4 separate regions of the Mus musculus genome follow, and regions 1, 3 and 4 are each linked to region 2. The links are chromatin contacts, called in public HiChIP or PLAC-seq and promoter capture Hi-C maps. All regions are on one chromosome and are shown on one strand. The core of a region is the stretch at or near the end of the contact, and the rest is flanking DNA. Distances in the headings are between cores, read along the strand shown.

Evidence for each region. Promoter capture Hi-C pulls out the DNA fragments that hold promoters and counts their contacts. HiChIP or PLAC-seq counts read pairs in DNA pulled down with a chosen protein or histone mark.
Region 1: a promoter capture Hi-C map of pre-B cells shows a contact between it and region 2. The contact joins the promoter of Nr2c2 here to the promoter of Hdac11 in region 2. A contact is called at or near these places in 2 of 39 promoter capture datasets (liver and pre-B cells), 1 of 484 Hi-C or Micro-C datasets (uterus) and 1 of 115 datasets of contacts at active chromatin or transcription factors (bone marrow-derived macrophages).
Region 3: a promoter capture Hi-C map of pre-B cells shows a contact between it and region 2. The contact joins the promoter of Slc41a3 here to the promoter of Hdac11 in region 2. A contact is called at or near these places in 8 of 39 promoter capture datasets (the C10 cell line, cranial neural crest, embryonic stem cells and 4 more), 1 of 15 datasets of contacts at CTCF or cohesin (pro-B cells), 6 of 484 Hi-C or Micro-C datasets (the N1E-115 cell line, cerebral cortex, cortical neurons and 1 more), 3 of 115 datasets of contacts at active chromatin or transcription factors (SST interneurons, VIP interneurons and pancreatic cancer cells) and 1 of 9 other capture datasets (embryonic stem cells).
Region 4: a contact with region 2 is called in a FOXA1 HiChIP or PLAC-seq map of pancreatic cancer cells. The contact joins the promoter of Ccdc174 here to the promoter of Hdac11 in region 2. A contact is called at or near these places in 2 of 115 datasets of contacts at active chromatin or transcription factors (bone marrow-derived macrophages and pancreatic cancer cells).

The regions. Positions count from the first base shown.
Region 1 is chr6:92,090,862-92,093,692 of GRCm38.p6, forward strand. Nr2c2 (nuclear receptor subfamily 2, group C, member 2) reads left to right here and starts at 1,572. Exons shown (of 15, transcript NM_001347342.1): 1 at 1,572-1,953.
Region 2 is chr6:91,155,555-91,158,254 of GRCm38.p6, forward strand. Hdac11 (histone deacetylase 11) reads left to right here and starts at 1,261. Exons shown (of 10, transcript NM_144919.2): 1 at 1,261-1,293; 2 at 1,843-1,991. The coding sequence starts at 1,292.
Region 3 is chr6:90,603,535-90,606,398 of GRCm38.p6, forward strand. It overlaps Slc41a3 (solute carrier family 41, member 3), which reads left to right and starts at 1,346. Exons shown (of 11, transcript NM_027868.2): 1 at 1,346-1,474.
Region 4 is chr6:91,876,775-91,879,474 of GRCm38.p6, forward strand. It overlaps Ccdc174 (coiled-coil domain containing 174), which reads left to right and starts at 1,279. Exons shown (of 11, transcript NM_172730.2): 1 at 1,279-1,412. The coding sequence starts at 1,371.

The DNA of each region.
Region 1 (2,831 bases), core at 322-2,821, 940 kb after region 2:
GTATATCCAATCTACACAGCTCGGTGATCAAGGGGAGTGGGTGAACATTGCAGGCAGACACTCAGAGGGAAACGGCGGCACCTTCCCAAGCCCAATGAAGAAGTATAACCCGGAGGCTTTTCAGAATGCAATCAGTGCGTGCCAAAGCTGCTTTTCTCAAATCGCGAAGGAGAGGGGCACGGGACTGCACAAGTCTGGGCTCCAAGGCTAAGCACCTGTTTTAAAAATGGGCCTGGGGCATCTGCACACTTGCCTGGTCCGGCCAGAGGCATGCACATCCTCGGAGCTTTAAAACAGAAAGCTACCATCCATCCCAAGGAAGGTACCGGGAGCTCAGTGCACTCCCAGGACACCGCTCGCTTGCAACATCTCGGCGCGGCGCCAGGCAAGGGCCCGCTTCTCCAGCCTGCAAGCGGTGCCTACGGGATCGGCCGCACCTGCCCGGCCCAGGCCTGCGGGCCTCAGCTCCGGCGGCGGCCGCAGCGGCAGCGGCGGCGTTCCGGTGCGCGCGCGCGCTCAGCCAATCGCGTGCTCGCCCGCCCCCCGCCGCCGCGGTGAGGCTGGCGCCGGGAAGAGGAAGAGGAACATTCGCCCTCCTCCTCCCAGCGCGCGGGCGGCGGCGGCAGCGGCACCGGGGTCACGAACTCTGACCTTTCACTGACAAAAACAATAACAAAGCGCGGTCCCTCCGCGACCCCGGCGGTGCCAGGGCCCAGCCCGCCGCCCCGCTCCGCACCGGCCCGCCGCGGCGTCCCGGCCGCCCGAGCCCCCGGGCTCCTGCCCTCCGGCGCCTGCCCGGCCCGCGCCCTGCCCTCCTAGCCGGGGGCGCCGGCCGCAGACACGGGATCTGCTCCGCGGTTGTGGTGGCGCCCGACCCTGAGGTAAGAGCAAGCCCGCCGGGCCAAGCCGCGGCGCGGCGCGGCGCAGCGCGGCACGGCGGAGGAGGGCAGGCCTGCGCCGCCATGGAGGCCGCGGAGGCTGAACGCGGCCTTTTACCTTTGCCACGGGGCGGTGGCGGCGGCAGCAGCGGGCGCTTTGCATAGTGGGCCGGGCCGCACCCTTCCCTCCCCTCTCTTCCACTCCCCTCCCCTCCCGCGGCCGAGCCCGGCGAGCCGCTGTCCTGACCGGGCCGGCCGCGCGCCGCGGGGGCGGAGAGGGGGACTGTCCGCGGCCCCGCCTCACGCCTGGCCCTCCGCCAGCGCCGCCATCTTGTCCCCGCGGCGCCGGCCAGGCTCCCCTCGGCGCGCGCCCGGCCTGCCCGCTTCTTCCTGTGTTCCCCGCTCCTCACCCCAGCACTCCCCGCCTGCCGTTGGCTGCCACCCTGGCCCAACCGCCGTTTTTCCGGACTAGGAGGGTGGAAGGGGAGGGAGGGAGGCGTGGGCAGGGCACGACCTCCTGAGTGACGGCCGGGCTGGCCAATCGTTCCCCCTTATAGGAGGGCCACGGCCTGCGGCACCGCCCCCGGGGCTGTGCTGGTTGGTCCAGGTGGGAGAGGGAGGTCCCGGGGGCCGCTAGTGCGGGGTGTGAGGCCGGGCGGGCCAGCCTCTGAGGAACTTGGTGGGTCTCGGGCTGGGAAGCTGGTGATGCTTTTTGAACCCATGGCGCGGCCAGAAGGGAAGAGTTCGTCGGCACTTGGAGGCTCTCCGGGGTTCGCGCTTTCCTCACGACTCTGGACGGAGCCCCTCTGGCGGGCTCAATTTCAGTCCATGAAATTGGGACACCAGACGTTCTTGCCAAGCCTCGCCTCTCTCCTCAGCATTGTTTGAGGGACTGTTCTCTGAAAATGGAGTCCAAGCTACTCTGCCAGCCTCAAAAGTAATTTGCAAATGGTGGTGTTAGTTTTTTCGTCTTATTGTGGTGCTGGGGACGGCCCTGCCATTGAGTAACATCCCTAGTCCCAAAATGGTGATGTGGAAATATATAAGGAACCAACTGGAGTGGAAAACTTGTGAGGTGATTCTCTTTCCTACTTTCATTAAACACAGTTGTGCGTAGCTTTAGACACTAGGACACTACTTCCAGAGATTCAACTGACCTGGGCAAGGAGCCATTCTCCCCCCAGAATTTTGGATGCCGAGGGGATACAAAGGCTCAGAGAATGGTCAGAGAATGGAAGAAACTGGATGATGTGCTGAAGGAATCGTGAGGGCATTAATTTAATTGGATGGTGAGGAAGTCAGGCTTCACTGAATGTTTGAATAGATTTCAGGAAAAGAGCTGGGTTCTGGATAGCAAGCTTGAAGATGGGAAGGGAAGATTTTCCCACACTTTTTGTTGAGTAAATTGTTGCTGATACTATTGATAGCTAAGTGCTGCATATTTAATTGGTGCATTTTTACCCGAACTTGACAGTTGGGATAGCATGCCCAGCAATAAAATGTCCATTATACTAAGCAGGGAATTTGAATTGGACTTCAGTAGGCATTCTTTTAACATATTTATCTTTCCCAGAGATAAAATTGATTGATGCTATGAAGCTACTGAAAATCTCATTTATCAAAGTGGAAAACAAACTTTACAAAATATAATGTTAGCTTCCATTGGAAAGTCTGATGACTAAAATATTTGTGCATATAACATAGTAGGAAGGGCTGGCTAGCATGTAGGAAATCAAGTTTCATCCTTAGCACTGCATAAACTTATGTAGTGCTGCATATCTGTAATCCCAGTTACTGGGGCGGTGGAGGCAGATCAGAAGTTTCAGTGTCATTCTTGGCTACATAGAGTTTTAGGCCAGCCTGGGCTATAAGATCCGGTATCCAAAATAAAATATTTGAAATCAAACAATACCTTTTTAATAATATGAGCAGTCTCAGTTTTAATTCTTTCTT
Region 2 (2,700 bases), core at 11-2,510:
CAAACTTCATTATACCAAAGGAATCAGGAAGACTCCCCTCCCGGTTTGTAATAAGCAAATGCTATTTCTTCTAACTGCCCAAGTCTATAGCAACTTTAAATCATAATGCCACTGTCTTATCTACGATGGTTCAAAGTCTGTAACTCCTAACACATAGGCTAGGCCACATGATATGGGAACGCTCCCAAACCACTAAGAACAAGAAATTGCCTTTTGTCCTCTGAACTGAAGGCAGTGTCTCCTCTGGGTCAGCCCCACTACCCATGGCTGGGGCAGTAACTCCTGACTGAGCTCACACTCCTAGGGGCAGTTTTTCTCAGCATCTTTCAGAATTTATGTCCTGTTTTCTGAAAATTACCTAGCAGTAGGCACATCAGAGGCATTCTTCCAAACTGTCAGACAACGATCAGACTTGGCTGGCAGATACATATTGTTGGTGTTCATGCCAGAGAGTTCGAGTTCAATCCTTAGAACCTACACAAAGGTGGAGGGAAAAACTTGTCTGACCAGAGCTGACTTTTGATCTTCACTGTGACATGCTACCTCATGCCCTAACAAAACAAAACAACAACAACAAAAAAAAAAAAAACGTTGCCCATTCCCTTCACATGACCCTGTGGCCCCTGGGCTCCCAGCTGCCATATTAGTTCCTGGCTGCTTCTCTGGTCAGCTGCTTCTGTTTGGTTGATGAAGACAGCTGGGTCAACAGGGGCCTATTGTCTCTTCTTCTGGCCTCCATTGTTGGGGCCCCAGCTGTCGGTCAGCTTCCAGGGTCAGGGTGTAGGGGGAATGGAGACAGGAGATACGTTCAGATATTCACGACTGGACCCTAAAAATAGGATCACCAGACCTGTTCTACAATAGGGAAACAGGTTCAAGGCATTTTATAAGTGGGGGACTGTTTATACCATGGTGAAATAGCCACAGATGGTACAGGAATGCAGGGATGCACCGCAGGAAAGAACATATAGCTGGGCTGGTATGCCCAGAACAGACCACCACATAGTGCAGAGAAGCCCGTGGTCACATCACCTAACCAAGTGTCTGATTATTTCTACCCTGGGAATGCGGGCGGAGCTGCGCATGACCACGCCCTCCAGGCGGCACTCCATTGGGTGCTTCTCCTTGGCCGGCGCCGGTCCGGTCGTCTGTGACGCAGCTGCAGGCCAGAGCTCCACCTCCAGCTCCCAGCGCCATGGAGGCGTGTGTTCTGCGTAGGCCCTGCCTCTTGCACCCCTCCCACCCCTCCCGGTGCGGAGTGGCGTCCAGAGCAGGCAGGGCCGGCTGCGGGATGTGAGTGTGCGGGGTCGCGCGTGGGGCCAAGCATGGGTTCTGGGGATTCCCATGGGCACGGCGGGACAGCTGGGGGCGGGCTGGGTGACCGTGCGGACGAACGGTGGTTCTCCCCTTTGCAGGGCACCGCGGTGGGCTGCAGGGCTGCGAGGAGGGCACAGCCTCCTGCAGTCGCGGTCTACTCACCTCCCCTCCCCCCGCCCCAGCGCATTTTGTTCCCAGCTTCACAGATGTGTGAGCTAACTCGTGAGACAGCCACATTCCAGCCCCTACACCATACACCCCGCCTTCCCCCGTGCAGGCCTTGGGCCTTGGCACCAGTACTCCTGAATACACCTGGCACTGGCATGTGACCTTGGGCACACCTGGTCCCCAGAGCCGCTGTTAGGACTGTGTTGGAAGCTGATTTAATCAAAGCCAGCCAGGGTTCAGGAAGGAGCTGTTTTCATTCCTGTTGGTTGTTAAGTGACCTGGTGTGAGTGGGGAGGGGAACACTGCTTTCCACAAGGAGGCTGTTGTCCATATGTGTGTCTCTTTTGCACGTTGAAGGCCTCACGCAACACAGCTGTACCAGCATGTACCAGAGAAACGCTGGCCCATCGTGTACTCACCACGTTACAACATCACCTTCATGGGCCTGGAGAAGCTGCACCCCTTTGATGCTGGGAAATGGGGCAAGGTGATCAACTTCCTGAAAGGTAAGAGCCGCCCCCCCCCCCAGACTAGCACGTGTCTCCTCCATTTCCCTATCCATACTACCTCCTCAGACCTGCATCGACCTTCTCCATTTTTTCCTTCTCCCTATCCTCATCACCCCCTCAGACCTACATCTGCCTCCTCCATCCCTGTGTTCATTCCATCCTTACCTGATTTCAGCCCCCAGACTGCCTACTGCCTTCTGCCTTGCTGTTAAAGGGTCTTTCCAGGCAGGCTACTAAGCAAGATGGGACCTGTCTTGTATTCCCTCCAGTTAGATCCCTATCTCCCTTCCTAAAAATCTAGAGCAAGCTCCCAGGTCTGCATCGTGCAAAAAATAGGATCAAATTAGACATTAATAACATAGCTGTTTCTGTTGGGTTTGTTTTCATTCCTCGGGGGACCTCCTATCTACGGCAGGTGGTACAGCTTCCCCCTCCGCTGTAGGGACCTGCCTGAACATCCAAAGGAAGTCATGGACTAGAAAGCACACAGGTGATGTGTGGTGTTGGTATAAGGCTGGGATGCTAGCCTTGCACGTCTGTTGACTGCACAAATGGTTTCCTGCTGGTGCCCTCTGCCCCCATCTGGGCTCCTGCCTCTTTCAGTGGCACAACAGAAGGGTTCTTCATCCCCCTCAGCTGGGAGTGAGCGCCAGCCCCTCTTACTCCTGCGCCTCTGAGGATGAGGAAGGACGGGAGGCAGGACCAC
Region 3 (2,864 bases), core at 96-2,595, 550 kb before region 2:
CCTCCTGTTGTCTTTTCTGCCTCTCCTTTTCACTGTCACAGGGCTTTCTGGGTCAGCCTTTAATCAAAGGGTTTGTGATGGAGGGATCAGGGGCTGAGGTCCAGGGTTCTCTTCAAGACTGTGACACCAGTTATTGCTTTTCCCTGTTCTAGTCAGACCTAAGATTCTGCTACCCCCCACCTGCCCACAGTGCCTCAGTCTGGGAATCAAACTCGTTAAACCTTTATGAAACCTTCAAAAGTATGGGCTAAAATAAACCCTTTTCTTTGTATAAGTTGATTTTGTTACAATAAATGAAAGCATATCAACATGGAGTTCAAGGTTCATGGATGGCTATTCCTGGTGACGCCTCCCTCCTACTGTCTTTCTATGTCTCACCTGCATGCACACAGGGAGAATGAGCTGGCAGGGTCTCTTCCTGAGAGGACTCCAGTCGCATTGTGACTGCACCCTGTGACTTCACTTGTTCATTGCTACCTCTTACATAAGCTGGATTGACAAATGCAATCACTTTGGGAGCTTGGAATTCAGCACTATATTTTGACAATGTAAGCCATCCAGTCTGTAAATTCTCCTAACATGTGGAACACTGTCATCTGTTTTTGTTTTGTTTTTCATTTGCTGGGGACAGAATCCAGGAACTGGGCTTGCATCTCCCCGGGCCTTGCCCTGTCATACTTTTTTTGTGTTGTATTCTTCAAAACTACTGTCTTACAGGTCTTGCACATCCGGTTTCTGCAGGTGCAGTTGGCAGCTTAGAATCCAGCCAGGGCTCAGGATTCTTGAATCAGCCAAGAGCCATAAGTGGGGGCACGGGATAGATTGTAGGAGCTGGTGTCCACTGAGGCTCACCACTGCTGGCTGAGTCTTCCAAGGCTGTATCTTGATAAGAGTGAGAGGATCACACATGTTGAAGGACAGAAGAACTTTCATGACACATACACAAGTGTTCAAAGGTGAAATATTCAGAAATGTCAGATTGAAAACTGAACAGGCAAATGTGTATCCTAAGGGAAGCTGGCCCTTGCAGTGTGCTACTGGAGGCTACTCCGTCGCCCAGCCCCGCCCCCGCCCGTGGCCCCGCCCGTGACCCCGCCCTACTCATGGTCCTGTTCCGGGGTCTAGCTTCTTCTTTCTTGGCCCCACCCCAAGCGGCACCGCCTCTGAGGCGTGTCATTGGGTCCTTCGGCACCCAGGGAGCATCCCTGCACACCCCACTGCTCGATCAGAGAGCTGTCCTGACTAAAAGGCTTTAAAAATTGGGTTTTTCAAGCGCCACCTCTGTGGATTGGCCCCGCCCACAACACTCGCCCAGCAACCCTCCCCTCCTGTGGCCCCGCCCCTCTGTCTGGACGCCTAGGCAGGGCGGGGCTGGCCCGCCTGCTGCCCTTCTCGCTTCCTCCCGCCGCAGGCCTCCACAGTGTCCAGCGCGCGCCTGGCCGCCTCGCTTTCGCCGCCGGCCGGGAGAGGACCGGTAAGCGCGGGCAGGAGCTGGACTGGGAGCCGGGGAAGCCAAGGGAAAGCGGAGCGTCAATGGCCCTCGGGATGGGGCGTGGGGCACAGGATCTGTCTTAGGCACACTGGGCGGGTCAGTTTGTGGCATCCTCGCTCCAAAGGTCTGCAGGGACCCGCCCCGCTGATCTCTCTCCCTCTGCCTGTGATGAACCCCAGAGCGCCTGACTCTAGGGGTTATGGTTAACTCCTTCAGCACCCCGAGATCATCCTTGACCACCCTAAGGCAGGCTCAGCGAGCTGTCCCTGCGCTCCAGGTTGTCAAGCTAGAGGTTGTTCAGACTTGAGAAGATCCCTCAGTCTACCAGATCCTTTCTATAAATCTTTTAAAACTCAGGTTTTCAAACTGCTTCTTCGCCACGGAGACCACTTAGAGACGCAGCCATTCCAACCTGACCCAGATATCTAGATGAGCTTGCTCTGCTTCCTGACGCTGGCTGGCCTCATGCTGGTACTATGGTAGCTTAAGAACCACGACTGTAAAGTAGTACAGAAGAGCCTGGAGTCAGGCCAAGTGCCCTGTAAGGAAAATATACTATAGAAGGGTATAGTGATCTCCCCTTATTGCAGGGAGTTACAAACATGTTCCCAAAGAGTGTCTGAATCCTGGAATGATATCCAGACATATAGATTGTTTTCCTAATATACATACCTATGGTAGAGCTTAACTTGTGAACTAGACACAGTAAAAGATGAACACCCCTAAGGTAGGGCAGGTGTAATCATATACTGTGATACAATTGTCACCATCACTATACTTGTGCCATTATTAAGTAGACTAAGCGTTGCTTGGCCAACAGCTCAGCCACCCTAACAACTGTTGAGAGGGTGACTAGCTGATGGGCAGCATCTGCAGCATAGATCCCTATGCCGAGGAGTGCTGCATGTTCTAGGAGGGACAGTGTAGTGTTAACTGAATCGGTCCACCATGCTGCTCAGAACTGAGCACAAAACCTACAAATTCTTTATTTCTAGAAATGTTCTCTTAATATTTTTGGTAGTAAGCAAAACCTCTGAAGGTACCCTAGGATAAAGGGTCTTACAGCGCTCCGTTCATACTCTGAGGTGGATGGTATTTTGCTCTCCCAAGGTCACACATCTGCGAAGAGGAGAAACTGGGATTCGAACCCTGAGTTTGGGTTCCCGTACATTCCCACCGGAATGTTCTATAAAGTCAAGAAGATAAAGTGCAGATGTGCTCTCCTTATTCTACATAGTGGGCAGCTAAGAGGCAACCCATCCATCCCAGAAACTCAGCCCACCCGCCTCGTGTTAGAATCTCCCTGTCTCAGTCAAGTGGGCATCAGTTTGTGTGCTGTGCCAGAGGGATGCTTAGTACCTGACTGTTGAGC
Region 4 (2,700 bases), core at 29-2,528, 720 kb after region 2:
GGGGGGGAGGATATCTTAAAATTATTTCACTTACAACTTCTTTTTACCCAGTATTATTTTCATGACTTGAGGTATATATGGATACTTTAAAAATTACTTTAAAACAATTTGGCGCACACACACACACACACATATGTATATGTATATATATATATATATATATATATATATATATTCACCATTTATTAAAGATGAAAAACAATTTGTATCCTAATGACATGAATGTGCTTGTTTCAACAAAAGGAATTAAATATTGGCTAAACATTTGATACTGTAGGTCACAGAGCATCTTCAGTGCTTTTCAGAGTTGATTGTTTTGACTTTATCATCATCAATGTGGAGAACACTGCTTTGCAAAGATACAGCAAATTCATGTTTAGGGCCATTTCAGAAATTGTTGGAAATTTTGTCCTAAATCCCAGGTCAAAATTCTTTTAATTCTTTAGCAATTCAAATAGTAATTTCAAAATTAGAGTATTCTGGGGGCTGGTTGTGGTGGCACACAGCTTCAATCCCAGCATAAGGGAGGAAGAGGTAAGCAGGTATCTTTGAGTACAAGGCTAGCATGGTCTACAAAGCAAGTTCCAGGCAGCCAGGAGTACCCAGTGACCCCCAAATGAATGTATGAATGAATAGTTAAAATTCAAATATTCTGTTGGGCATAGTGGCTCACACATGTAATCCTAGCATTTAGGGGGCAGAGGCAGGAGGGCTGTTGCAAATTTGAGGCTAGCCAAGTCTACATAGAGAGTTTGAGGCCAGGTGGCTGTACAGTAAGACCCCATCTCAAAAAAAAAAAAAAAAAAAGCCTAAAAAGCAAAACAACAAACAAAACCAACAAAACAAATCACAAAACACCAAAAAAAAAAAACCAACATAAAACGAGTGTTTCTCATAGCCCATTCTTAAACAATAATTCCCACCACTACCAGTTTCATTAAATTCCTTTTGTTTTCATGTTGGAGACAGGAGTTTACTTAGCTCTCTTCATACGCTGCTATTCTTTTCCATCATCTAAGACTCTCCAGTCAATATAGTGTGTGTTGCAATGAAAGCTATCTTCCTTCCTTCTCTAGACGGCGACAATACTAGTCATTTTCACCTCACTTTCTGCTCTCTTCAAGATGGCCAATTGCGATCAATTCCAACCCTCTGACCTTCTCAAAATGACGACGTAGCGACTAGGGACCTCATACTGACGCTTTCAAGATGGCGCCGAGGTCGTAAATCCAAGTCGCAAAATGACGCAAACTCAGCGTCCCTATCAAAGACACTTCCGGTTCTGCTGCCGGGTGGGGGTGGCGGACTCGTAGGGTCTGACTGAGGCCACAGGGAGGCTGCGTCTTGGGACTGGACGCCTTGGCGGGACGATGGACCGAAAGAAAAAGCCTTTGGACGTTACAGCCTCCTCGGTGAGTACAAGTGTGGCTTAGCTCCGTGCTCCGCGTTCCCTCCGCCTGTCTCAGTCGAGAATGGTGACCTAGTTGTTGTCCCACGCAAGTCAGGGGCCTGGACTGCCCATCTGACAAGGATCCTGACCGACCCTTTCCCCGCAGAGACCCTCCTCAGCTTCCTTACTCACAGGATCCTGAACTCGGCTCCGCCAGGCGCCTGGGCTCCGTTCCCCTCGAACCCAGGCGGGTCTCGGACGCCATCCTCCCAGGGATCTCAGGGCGCATCCTGCGGGTCAGCCGCCGCCACAGCCGGCTCTCTGTCCGCAGGGACTTGGAGGACGAGCCCTTCCTGGGTTCTCCACTAGTCCAAAGCCCTTCTCGAGCACTGGGATATGATTTGTCTTCCCAGGGCTCCCAGGGTCCCCCCCAGCAGGATCCAGACAAGTTAGCTAGTGCCTTGTGGGATGGGGTACCCGGGCCAGTAAGGTCTGACAGGATGTAAGGAGTTTTGCTAACTTAACCACTCTCAGCAGAAAACTTGTAAACACTGTACACATTTTGTGTCCGTGCTTCATATGTGTGCTGCCATCGAGTCCTCAGAAGTGCTTTTGAGTGTAGGTGGTATTAATTGTCACTCTTAATGGATAATGAAGTTGACACCCAAAGGTGAATCCCGTTTTCCTCAATGTACACACAGATTTGTTGTGTGAGAAGCCAGGCTCAGTTTGATTGACTGCAAAATGGTGCCTTTTCTGATTGTTCAAAACATCTAATGTATCAAATTTTTTGTTGGAATTTGTTTTTTAATATAGAAAAATTGGTCTTAGTAATCATGTTTGCTTGGATTCAGTGCTTGCAAACTGAATTAATCAGGAAGTATATGCGCATGCGCTTAACTTTAGCACATAAGTGTCAGAGACAAGTGGACAGAGGCCACTGTAAGTCAGAGGCCAGCCTGAGCTACATAGTTCCAGTATAGCCAGAGCTACACAGTGAGACCCTGTCTTTAAAAACCAAACCAAAGTTAACTTGTCTGGAGGATAATGTTTTTAATAATTATAACACAAACGAAGTCCCGGAATTGATTGGTCATTTTGTGATTCAGATGTAGTTGTAGAATAGAAAGATATATAGCTAGGTAATTGATACATTTACAAAGTTAAAATCCTCCTCTTCCTCCTCCTCCTCCTCCTCCTCCTCCTCCTTCTTCTTCAGAATTTTAAATATTGGGTCCTGGAATGAAACTCCTTTACATTGTTAACATCCCTGCCAATAGTACCTTTAAGTGGATTTCTTTCAAATAGAA